2 separate regions of the Triticum aestivum genome follow, and region 1 is linked to region 2. Evidence: chromatin contacts called from public Hi-C data. All regions are on one chromosome and are shown on one strand. Each heading gives the region's core, a stretch centred on a gene start, on an enhancer-like site or on the middle of the called end of the contact. The rest is flanking DNA. Distances are from core to core; before and after follow the strand shown. Region 1 holds the start of LOC123078585 (probable polygalacturonase). Region 2 holds the start of LOC123078584 (ATP-dependent zinc metalloprotease FTSH 9, chloroplastic/mitochondrial).

Region 1 (5,340 bases), core at 2,608-5,107, 290 kb before region 2:
CCAAGGCCATCAGACGCATGTCACAGGCGCCCGGACCGCCCCCTTGGTGATCTTTGTGTCTATCCTACCAGCTTCGTCCAGTCCATTTTGGCTACCCGCGGTGCCTGACTCAAACGCGTGACCCTTTGCATACACCAAGCCTAATTAGTATCAGCTCAACGCCAACGGTTGAAATGCAGAACTAAACATGATTCGCTGACACAAAGAACTGAGGAGCTTTGTGGACAAGTATTGAACCACCGATAGCATTTCACTTGTTGAACTAGATTCCAGTGATGCTAAAGCACAAGGTTTCTGAAAATATAATACGTAATAAACAAAACAAAAAATGTTTGGCCTACCCTTTGATGCCATCTCCTTGGAGGAATCAAGGGCATTGACACCGAAACTGAAGTGCAAGACTTGATTCAGCATCAGAGGGAATTTGTACAGAAGCTCATCCCGGACGTGCTAGTCAATTCTGTGCACGGGGAGGGCTGCACGTCCAGTGCAGCACCACTCACAGCCGCGCATTTCCATGGGCGGACTGGCGCGCTGCCATGGAGCTTAATGTTAGACAGACAGATCCGGGAGAATGCCGAGTTTGGGATGCCCTTGATCAGCCCAGCCTCCTTGATGTTCTGCCCTTGAACATTCTTTATCGTCAGGCTGTCCACGATGGGGAGCGCACTGTGGTTGTAGCGCTCATCAGGATGTCCTCCAACATCGCCGGCAATCCTCAGACCATAACGGACATTGTCCAAGACCACGTCGGAGACGGTGATGTTTCGAATGAACCCTCCCCTGCCGGAGTTGGTCTTGATGTGAACACCAAACCCTGAGCTGTAGAAATTCAGATGCTCAGCGAGGACATTCTCCACACCGCCAGAGGTCTCACTCCCGACAGAAAAGCCAGCAAAAGGGGAGGAGCCCGTGATCCGCCTAATGGTAATGCCCGAGCTGGGGCGACCACAAGCTATGCCATATTCATCCCATCCACTCTTGATGGCGATCAGGTCATCTCCCGTCGAGATGTTGCAATCCTCAATGCACACATTGCTGCTCGAATCTGTACAGTTTGGAGCACAACTCTGGGTTCAGAATCAGGAGCTACATTTTGTCATGTATATATTGCCAGTGAGAAAGGAAAATAGCATTTGTACCTGGATCAATTCCATCAGTGTTGGGAGAGTCATGTGGAGCCAGTATAGTCAAATTTCTGATCAACACATTGCTGCACAAGCAAAACAGATGATGTAGACATTTGTGTCTCAGCTGGGACAATAATAAATGCAGATCTGGACCACAACTTTTGCTAGCAAGTAGCAACAACTAAAACAAAGAAACTTTGGAGCCTACGTTAAAGTGTAATAATCTTGTATGGTACTGTTTGGCAGCTTCTGTACTTTTGTTATATAGTTCACTGCACTTCACTGTTTCCTCCAATTTAATGCAGCAATATTACCAATTATATAACAGGACAGGAACCCAGCCTGGAGTTCATGTGCAATTTGTGATGGTGCTAATGGAGAGGCGGTACAACCATGGATCCTTATCCTGCTAGTGCTATATAACTGCAGTATGGTTAAAAGCAAGCAAGTTTATCCCAAATATGCTAGAGCAATTGGAGTGCAAGATGAAGGAGCACTGCAGCATCCTCTTGCAGTCCAATTGCTGCAAAACTGGCTAGTGGTCTTCCTGGCTGAATCCATAAGGAGCAAACATACAATTTGGGGATTTTGGTCCAGTTATGACAGGACAAGAACACAGGCTGGAGTTCATGTGCAATTTGTGATGGTGCAAATAGAGATGCTGTACAAGGGTGGATCCTTGTACTGCTATATATATAACTGCACTACTGCTAAAAACAAGTTGTCCTGATTCCCAAATAAGCTAACCCACTGCACTGCAAGATGAAGGTGCATTGCAGCACCCAATTCTGCAAAACTGGCTAGTGGTCTTCCTCGTCGAATCCATAAGGAACAAACACAGAATTTGGGGTTTTAGGTCTAAAGAACTAAATGGATGTTCTTACCTGCAATAAACTGGATGGATGTTCCAAAATGGCGAATCCTGGAAGACCAAATTGGAGACAATAGCATTAGACGAATCCATCAGCTCGAGTAGATGGGGTCTTGTGAAGGGCAATGTACCCTTCTTCCACATGTCCCACCACACACTACCTTGGCCATCGATGGTGCCATTCTCACCTGCACAAATAACAGTTCCAACCACGAAAACAATCATCGTCTAGATGAAGGCAAGGGTAGATCTATATGAAGGACATTCTACAGGTTTCCTCAGTGGCATATTCTTGTAGCATGTGCTTATGCACGGCGTCCGTAGCATGATGCCAAATTAAAACCTTGTTCTACTGCAGTATAACAGGCTGGAACATTCTAGGATAAATCCTATGGTGATGTCACTAGCCAAATCAAGTATGATAAATTTAATAATGCAGAATGAGAACCTGTAATGAAAACATCCTGAAGTCCATTGCCATGGATCAAACTGATGTATCTCTTGCCGGGCAACTCGCGCCCTCTCCCGTATGAGGGCAGCGGGTCGATCAGCGGCCAACTAGATGTGTCCTGCTCAAAAATAAAAATAAAAAGGTTTCACAAAGATATCCAACTGTTTTTTTACCTCCACAACACCTTATAACTGGATGAGCTAGACATTAACAGAAGATGAGAAGACACAGGTCACACATGCCAACTAAGTAATCCTCTCGCAAGTGGCAACACGGGAACTATAACACTAACAGAGTGAAACATCAAGACGAATGTGTTGTTTTTCAGCTCTTATAAACCACCATGAAACATGGCAAACCATAAAGAGCAAATTTTCATGTTCTTTGAATTAAGCTAGAACTCAAGATATCTGAAGCCTGAACGAAACTACTTGTTATCTTATACGGAGTAGTAACAGAACAAGGAAACTGAAAACTAGTGGTATTATGAATACTCTGCAGTCTGCACTATTTGGTAAAGATCCAATAGTAATAGGCCACAAGAGTAATGGCGGTCGGGAGGTCTAACCTGCGTGGCGCGGATGACGGCGCCGCACGCGAGGAAGAGGGTCATGTGTGAGGTGAGGCTGAAGGGCCCCGTGAGCCACACCCCGGGCGGCACGTAGAGCAGCGCCCCGCCCCGCGCGCGTCGGCGCTGGATGCTGGCGACGGCGGCCGCGAAGGCCGCAGTGTTGAGCGTCCGGCCGTCGCCGGCGCCGCCGAAGCTGGCAATGGACATCCAGGCCCCGCGCTTGGGCGGCGGCGGCACCGCACCGGAGCACGTCTCCTGCGCCCCGGCGCCGCCCGCCGCCGACAGCACCGCGGCGATGGCCATGGCTACGGCTAGCAGGCACCGCCACCTTGGCGCCACATATAACATCTTGGATCGATCTCCTCGTCGTCCCTCGTCTTTGTAGAATAGTATTATATCTAGACTAGACTAGAGTAGAAGCTGAGGGGCACCCACCCAGCGAGGAGTGGATGCCAAGGGAGGAAGGGAAACCAAATCCGCCGGAAAAGTTGCCGCGGGCAATTTTGCGCGTGGATTCACGTGGTGGGTAATAACCGATCTATGGTTTCGATGCGATTGTGTAGAGTGGGAGGCGAGGCAGACAAGGAGAAGAGTACAGCGGAGAAGGAAGGGGATGCGGGCGGGGGTGGGAGTGGGAGTGGGAGCTCGCAAGCGCATGTGCGTTGGGGTGAGGGCAGTGGCGTCTGGCGACGCCGGTCCGGTGCGGAGACCGACAGGCGTCGTGGTGGTGGGTCAGGTTTAGGGCGTCGGACGGAGGGCGATCGGACCTTAATCGCGCGCTCCACTCAGGCCGCTCACTCGTTCTTTGCAGCTGGCTCGCGCAGCACGGCTGCTGGGTTGGGTAGCCGCCGCGTACGGTGCGTCACGCCGTATCGTCGTCGTGCCCTTTATAGAAACAGACACAGTGCGTCGCTCGTGTCGCCCTCCCCGCGGGCGGCCCGGGCGAAACCCTAGCCACCACAACAGCCCCCTCCCAGATCTTCCCCTCCCCTCGCCGCCGCCGGCAAGCGCCGCCGGGCAAAGCCCGCACGGCGTCAGCGGCGGCGGGGCCTCCCTTTTTCCCTCTCGCGAGGCCAGGGTAGCGCGGGGTCTCTCGGCCAAGGAAAGGAGCGGGGGCGTGGTGCGCGCGGCGAGCAGGCGCGGCGAGCGCGGGTGGCGCAGCAAGCAGGCGCTGACGGGCGCGGTGGGCGCGGCAAGCAGGCGCGGCGGGCGGCGAGCATGGCGAGCACAGCGGGCGCGGCGTCTGCGGACGCGTCGGCGCGCTACGGGAGGCCGGGGCGGACCCTGCGCGGATCTGGCGCAGTCGCGCGTCTTGCGGGCCTCGTCGTGGCTGTGCCCGATCTGGTGCGCCCGCGGCCGGATCTCTCTGCCCAGGTCGCGCTGGTGGTGGTTGTGCGGTAGGGTCGGCGGCGAGGCGCTACCCTCCGGGAGCTGGCGGAGCTGGGGCTGGTGGCTGGCTAGCGGCGTGTCGGTGATGCTGGCTGGCGGTGCTCGGAGCGCGGATCCGGGGATTTCCGCCCGGATCTGGTGCGTCTTCGGCGTTAGCCGGCGTCCTTGGGGTGCTCACGGCAGGGGGTGCGGCGGTTGTCTCCGGATCCTTGCGTGGAGCGTAGCAGGATGGAGGGTGTAGGTGGTGCACCGGCACTGGCGGTGGCGGCGGTGCGAGCGCAGCCATGGCGGCCGCGGCGCTGCGAGGCCTTGCGAGGAAGGGTCTTGGCGGACAGCGGGTGTTCGGTTGCTGCCGTGTGAGGCGGGCGGCGATGCCTCGGCGGTGTGAGTGCCGGAGTGTGGTCGGAGGTGCGGGTCGGATCCAGTCTGGCGGCAGTCCCCTTGCGCGGGTGAAGGCCACCGTGGCGGATCTGGCTTTGCACCGCTCGGTGGTTGCTGCGGCTCCTAGTCGATGTTGAAGGTGATGGCTTTAGGCGTGCTTCCTCGGCAGTGAGGGGGGCTTCGATGGCAAGTTGTTGCGGTGGCGGGGGTGCGAGGCATCTGATCGGGACTGGCCGGGATCTTGGAGACGTGGAGATGTGCAACGCTACGGATGAAAATCCTGTTCGGTTGTGGCCGGACCGACGTTGATGGCACCTGCGGGTGTCATTCACCTTCCTGGAGGCTTCGCCGAGTGCAACGCTATCTTCCTCGCGACCTCGTATCGGCAGCTATCTTCGGGGCGAAAGCCTTGATTCGTAGGATCGACATGATGGCAACGTCTTTGAGGTTGTTACTCTGTTGGGAGCATTGTGCTGGGAGACTCGAGATCCCATGATGCGCTCCTCCGGTGTTCACCACTGCCCGGATCTTTCTCCTCCGGCGCCAT
Region 2 (5,011 bases), core at 946-3,445:
AGGGCTTGATCCGTAGCATCCACTATGTTCTAAGATTGATGTTGCTATGACTTTGCTATGCTCAATGCTTTTCAACCCTCTATGTTATCATCTATATTTGAGTTATTGATCCTATTTGCTAGGTGTATGCACTTGTTATTGTTCGGGACTATAGACCCCAATGCGACAATAATTGGGATACTCTTCGGGGATGACTATAATTCGAGGAGTTCATGTATTCACCGTATGTTAATGCTTTGACCCGGTTCTCTATTAAAACAATGCCTTAATATCCCTTAAATTTCCTTATCGACCCCGCTGCCACGGGAGGGTAGCACAAAAGTTGTCATGCAAGTTCTTATTATAAACACACATGACTATATACAAAATACATGCCTACATTGAATTGATGAACTAGAGTTATTGTGTATAGCTTTAGGTTGTGACTGTTACATGATGAATGCCATTCATACAAATATCATCACTGATCCAATGCCTACGCTTTGCTCATACTATCTTTGCTAAGTTACCACTGTTGTTGCTATTGTTACAATCACTACAAAACTACTACTGTTATTGTTATCGTTACTATTGCCATTGTTACTGGTACTATCAAACTATCGTACAACTTTGCTACTAAACACTTTGATGCAGAGAATTAACTTTCTAGGTGTGGTTGAATTGACAACTCAACTACTAGGACTCATAAATATTCTTTGGCTACCCTTGTATCGAATCAATAAATTTGGGTGAAATACTACCTCAAAACTGTCGTGATTCCCTATACTTGTGGGTTATCAATGATCAACGTAGTTTCTCCCATGTCACATGTTTAGCATGGATTTGGGGTTCGGATATAAGGTACACGGTGGTGGACACGAACATTTTTTGAGGGTGATCGATCATTGTCCACGCACGTTTTGGGCGCCAGATTTGCTACGTCCGGCTCTAGGTGCTCTTAGGGTGCGGATCTCATTCATTCATTTCTTTATAGCATCTACAGTCGGACGCCCCAAACCCGCCTCAAATACCCGGGCGGGCGGCCCGGGCACCGAGCGGCCACGAAAAGTCAACCCAGACAGGCGCCTCAAACGCCTGGGCTGACCGACACCCCTCATATCTAGCCCAAATATGAGATGGATATGTGGGCGCTCGGACATGTCCGCCACATCAGAATGATGCTGGGCTCCCACACGAAAATAGTATGAAACCGACGGTCTGAATCTCGTCTCCTTCGTTGGACCGATGTCGCCGCGTGGCACCGCTCCGGCAGGCTGCGTAGTGCCTAGACCGGCTGTTTCAGACGTCCGCCGACACCAAAACACTACCCCTCCACATGTTCCTTCTCCCTCCGCCGTCGCCGCCATTTTCCACTCTCCATCCGCCATCACTAGTAGCCATGCCCCCATGTTGCCGAATGAGGAGCTACCCATTTCTAACGCCGGAGCGTCGGCTGCAGCTCCTTGAGCAAATCCGGACAAGACGCGAAGCCCGGATCGCCGTGGGGCTACCTCTGGATGCAATGGATCCGGAGGAGTTGGAGGAGGAGGAGGATGTGGGGGACGCTGGAGACGCGGATCTGCAGGCAAGGAGGGGGAGGAGGAGTCGGAGCCCTTCTACGCGCCCGTCCACCTGACGCCCGGCACCGACGTCATAGACATCTCCGACGACGAAGATAACTAGGGTAGCACATAGGATTTTTTTTGCACGCTTTGTATGGATCTAAGGGTTGAAATATGAGAAGCTCGGGTGTAGAGTAGCAAATTTGAGGTGTTACCGGTCACCGTCCGCGGAAGCGTCCGGTCACGTCCGCGGACGTTTGAGGGATCAGAGTTGCCGAGTCCAGCTGTAGACGATCTTATGTGTCTTTTTTAGGATTGCATTGCATGTGTGCTTTTCTGTATGCGTGCATGATAGAGAGAATCTGATCCCTTGCTTGAACAGGAGTGCCAAGGCGAGCTCAAATCCTGCACCGACCCCGAGCCCACGAGGCCATGGAGCAGAGTCCCATCGACGACATCGTCCTTTAAGCTGAGCCGTCCGTCCACGTCGCTCGGCTCCGAACCAACGGTTGGCGTGAATGCTGCCAACGACCGAACCGCCTCCGTGTGCTCGCTGGCGATAAGGCTACTCCTCGTGTCCACTAGAATCGAAACGGAGCCCACCGAGAAGTGAAAAAAGGCAAAAAACACAAACAGAAAACGCTCCCAGGGAAACCCCCTCCCTCCCTCCCCTCCCCTGCAAGTCACGACTCACGCGTCTCCCACCTCGCCGGCGCCGGCCGCCTCACTCCGCCTTCGCCGCCGCCGCCGCCATGAGCGCCCTCCAGGCCTCCCTCCTCCTCCGCCCTCTCCCCTCGCCCCTGCCCCCTCGTCGGCGTCCGCCACCAGCCCCCGCCTCCGTCTCCTTCCCTCGCTCCTGCCACCACCGCCGCCCGTCGCCCCCCCTCCGCGCATTGGCCGCCGACGGCCCCCAGCCTCCCCCCTCTCCGGCCCCCGAGCCTCCCGCGGCGGCTGCGGCGGCGGCCGCTCCGGAGGCGGAGGTCGACACGGGCCCCGCTGCCCAGGACGGGAAGGAGGAGCTGGAGGACCTGGTGGATAAGGCTAGGGTTTGGGCGGTGGCTTTCGCGGCCGCGGTGGTCGAGGCGGCCAAGAGGTTTTTCGACTGGGTGGTGTCTGGCGATTGGATGAGCTGGTGGCCGTTCTGGCGCCCCGACCGCCGCCTGCAGCGCTTGATCGATGACGCCGACGCTCACCCCAAGGACCCTGCCAAGCAGAGCGCGCTGCTCCACGAGCTCAACAAGTTTAGGTGCGCTCCACGACAACGATTCTTTGATGTTTTCTGAGGAGTCAACTCAAATGGGTGCTGCTTTGGGGACATTCGCAAAATGTGTTTCTTGGTGGCTGAGTATCAGGGGATTGCTTGCTAACCCATAGGGTTGGACTATTGATTTATCTAATGACACGGTCGCAATGAAGTTTTAAGAAGATATCGATTCTAGCTTTTCTGATGTTGAATGGATTCTGGATCCTTGATAAATAAGTTTTTTTTACCGATTTAGCATTGATGCAATCGAGTTCATTAGACATTCATTAGTTCAAGTTTTGGACCATTACTTTGCACAATCTCAAATATAGGAAACCGTGAAATTTGTAGCTAAATAGCCAAATTCAGTGGCATTTGGTTTTATGGTACCTAAATAACGCTGTCATTGATACGTGATGTGGAACAATGTACTTTTCCTGCTATCTTTTGATGCTACTGAAATAATTAGGACCTCAATAAGTCCCGAACGTTCGGAATTTAAGCATGCTAATCCGAACTCTTTTCATGGCAACTTTAATCAAGACGTTGTAGACAAACATGGCAATTTTCTGACAAAAAATCGACCTGGAACAAAGTTGCCATGTGTCAACAACTAAAGTTGCCACCTCACAGCAACTAAAGTTGCCATCAAAAAACGTTCGGGATGACATGCTTAAATTCCGAACATTCGGGATTTATCTATTCCGAATAATTAATTGGAATGGCAGAAACGGGTTACTTGTTCTTTTTGTTTTATTTTGCACATTGCATTGTGGTCCAGTGTCCAATTTATATAGATTTTAAAGAATGATGTGGTTCTTAAATTCCATCTTGGCAGCCCAGAAGATGTCATCAAAAGAATCGAGCAAAGAAGTCATGCGGTAGATAGCAAGGGGGTTGCAGAGTACCTTCGAGCTCTTATTCTCACCAACGCTATAGCTGATTACCTACCAGATGAGCTGTCTGGGCGTTCAGCAACGCTACCAGCTCTGGTAAGTTTCCTTTGCAAGCCTATCGTGTATGTCAGTCAAGATTTCACATTTTCCTAGTCAGTCGATGCAGCTTGAAACTATCCTGCTTATGAACTTGATGAGATTGCCGACAATATGGCACTTGACAACCGATGCAGCTTGAAAACTGTCTTGCTTGTGAACTTGTGATACTTCAAGCAATACATCACTTGATGAAATTCCATTATGTCCTGGTGCTGAAATACTTCATTTTTCTTATTCTTCTTCTTGGTTATTCAAGAAAACAATGCATAAATTGAGATACTCGGTTCAATCAACGCTGTTTCAGTTCTTTAGTATATTTCTATCATCTTGAACAACAAAAGCTTAAAGCCTCTATTTTTAATGTACTCCCTCTGATCCATATTAATTGTCGCTGATTTTTGCATAAATTTTCCTCTTATCTCGTTTATTTGTATATTGTCATATTTTGAAATATTAGTCACCATATTGTAACCCACTCTTTGGCTTATATACATTTACGTCAGTAGTTGCAAGAATTGAAGCAACGTGTATCTGGGGAGGACAAGCCTTTCTCGAATCCTGGGATATCTGACAAGCAACCATTACATGTAGTAATGGTAAGTTCGCTCAACCTTCAGAGCATGCCAATATGGGGGCAGTTATTGCTTTCACCATATGATCCCGATAATGTTTGCCTATCTGTGTGCCATCATTAGGTTGATCCTAAAGCTACTGGTAGATCAACTCGGTTTGCTCAAGAGATTTTCTCGACTATCTTGTTCACAGTTGCTGTTGGATTTATGTGGTATGCTCAACCTTCCATAAGTCACGACTCTAATCTCTGGAGCTTTTAAATATGTCATCTATTGGTTCATGTTTATGTCAAGCTTCTATATTTTGTTTTCTTGCTTGTCTTAATGACTCTTTAAGGTTAACTAGGCTGTATTTGCCTTGAAGTTCCTTGCATAGTGCAGCTGAGATTTAAGTTTCATGTTTAAGGTTTCAAACAGGTCTATCATGTAGCCTTGTAACCCCCCCCCCCCCCCCCCATGAGGGACGATGTACCGAACTCTTCTCCTTTTCAATGAAATGAAACGCAAAATCTTTTTGCGTTTTCTTGAAAAAAATTAAGGTTTCAAACAGGAATTCTGATACCCCTGTTCCTGGTGTTTCAAGTCATGCATTGTTTCTGCCATAGCCGGAGTTGTTATGCCAATAGTTGCTTCCTGTGATGATATGTCTATAGAGAGCTT

Evidence for each region. Hi-C and Micro-C count contacts between places; a contact is called where the count stands out from the background.
Region 1: a Hi-C map of leaf shows a contact between it and region 2, with 4 times the contacts expected there. The contact joins the promoter of LOC123078585 here to the promoter of LOC123078584 in region 2. A contact is called at or near these places in 3 of 5 Hi-C or Micro-C datasets (leaf and an unstated tissue).

What each region holds. Positions count from the first base shown.
Region 1 is chr3D:311,496,266-311,501,605 of IWGSC CS RefSeq v2.1, reverse strand. LOC123078585 (probable polygalacturonase) reads right to left here and starts at 3,857. Exons shown (of 5, transcript XM_044501138.1): 1 at 3,021-3,857; 2 at 2,450-2,570; 3 at 2,015-2,189; 4 at 1,143-1,213; 5 at 230-1,048. The coding sequence starts at 3,371. The coding sequence ends at 414.
Region 2 is chr3D:311,202,054-311,207,064 of IWGSC CS RefSeq v2.1, reverse strand. LOC123078584 (ATP-dependent zinc metalloprotease FTSH 9, chloroplastic/mitochondrial) reads left to right here and starts at 2,195. Exons shown (of 17, transcript XM_044501137.1): 1 at 2,195-2,787; 2 at 3,623-3,776; 3 at 4,286-4,375; 4 at 4,475-4,563. The coding sequence starts at 2,294.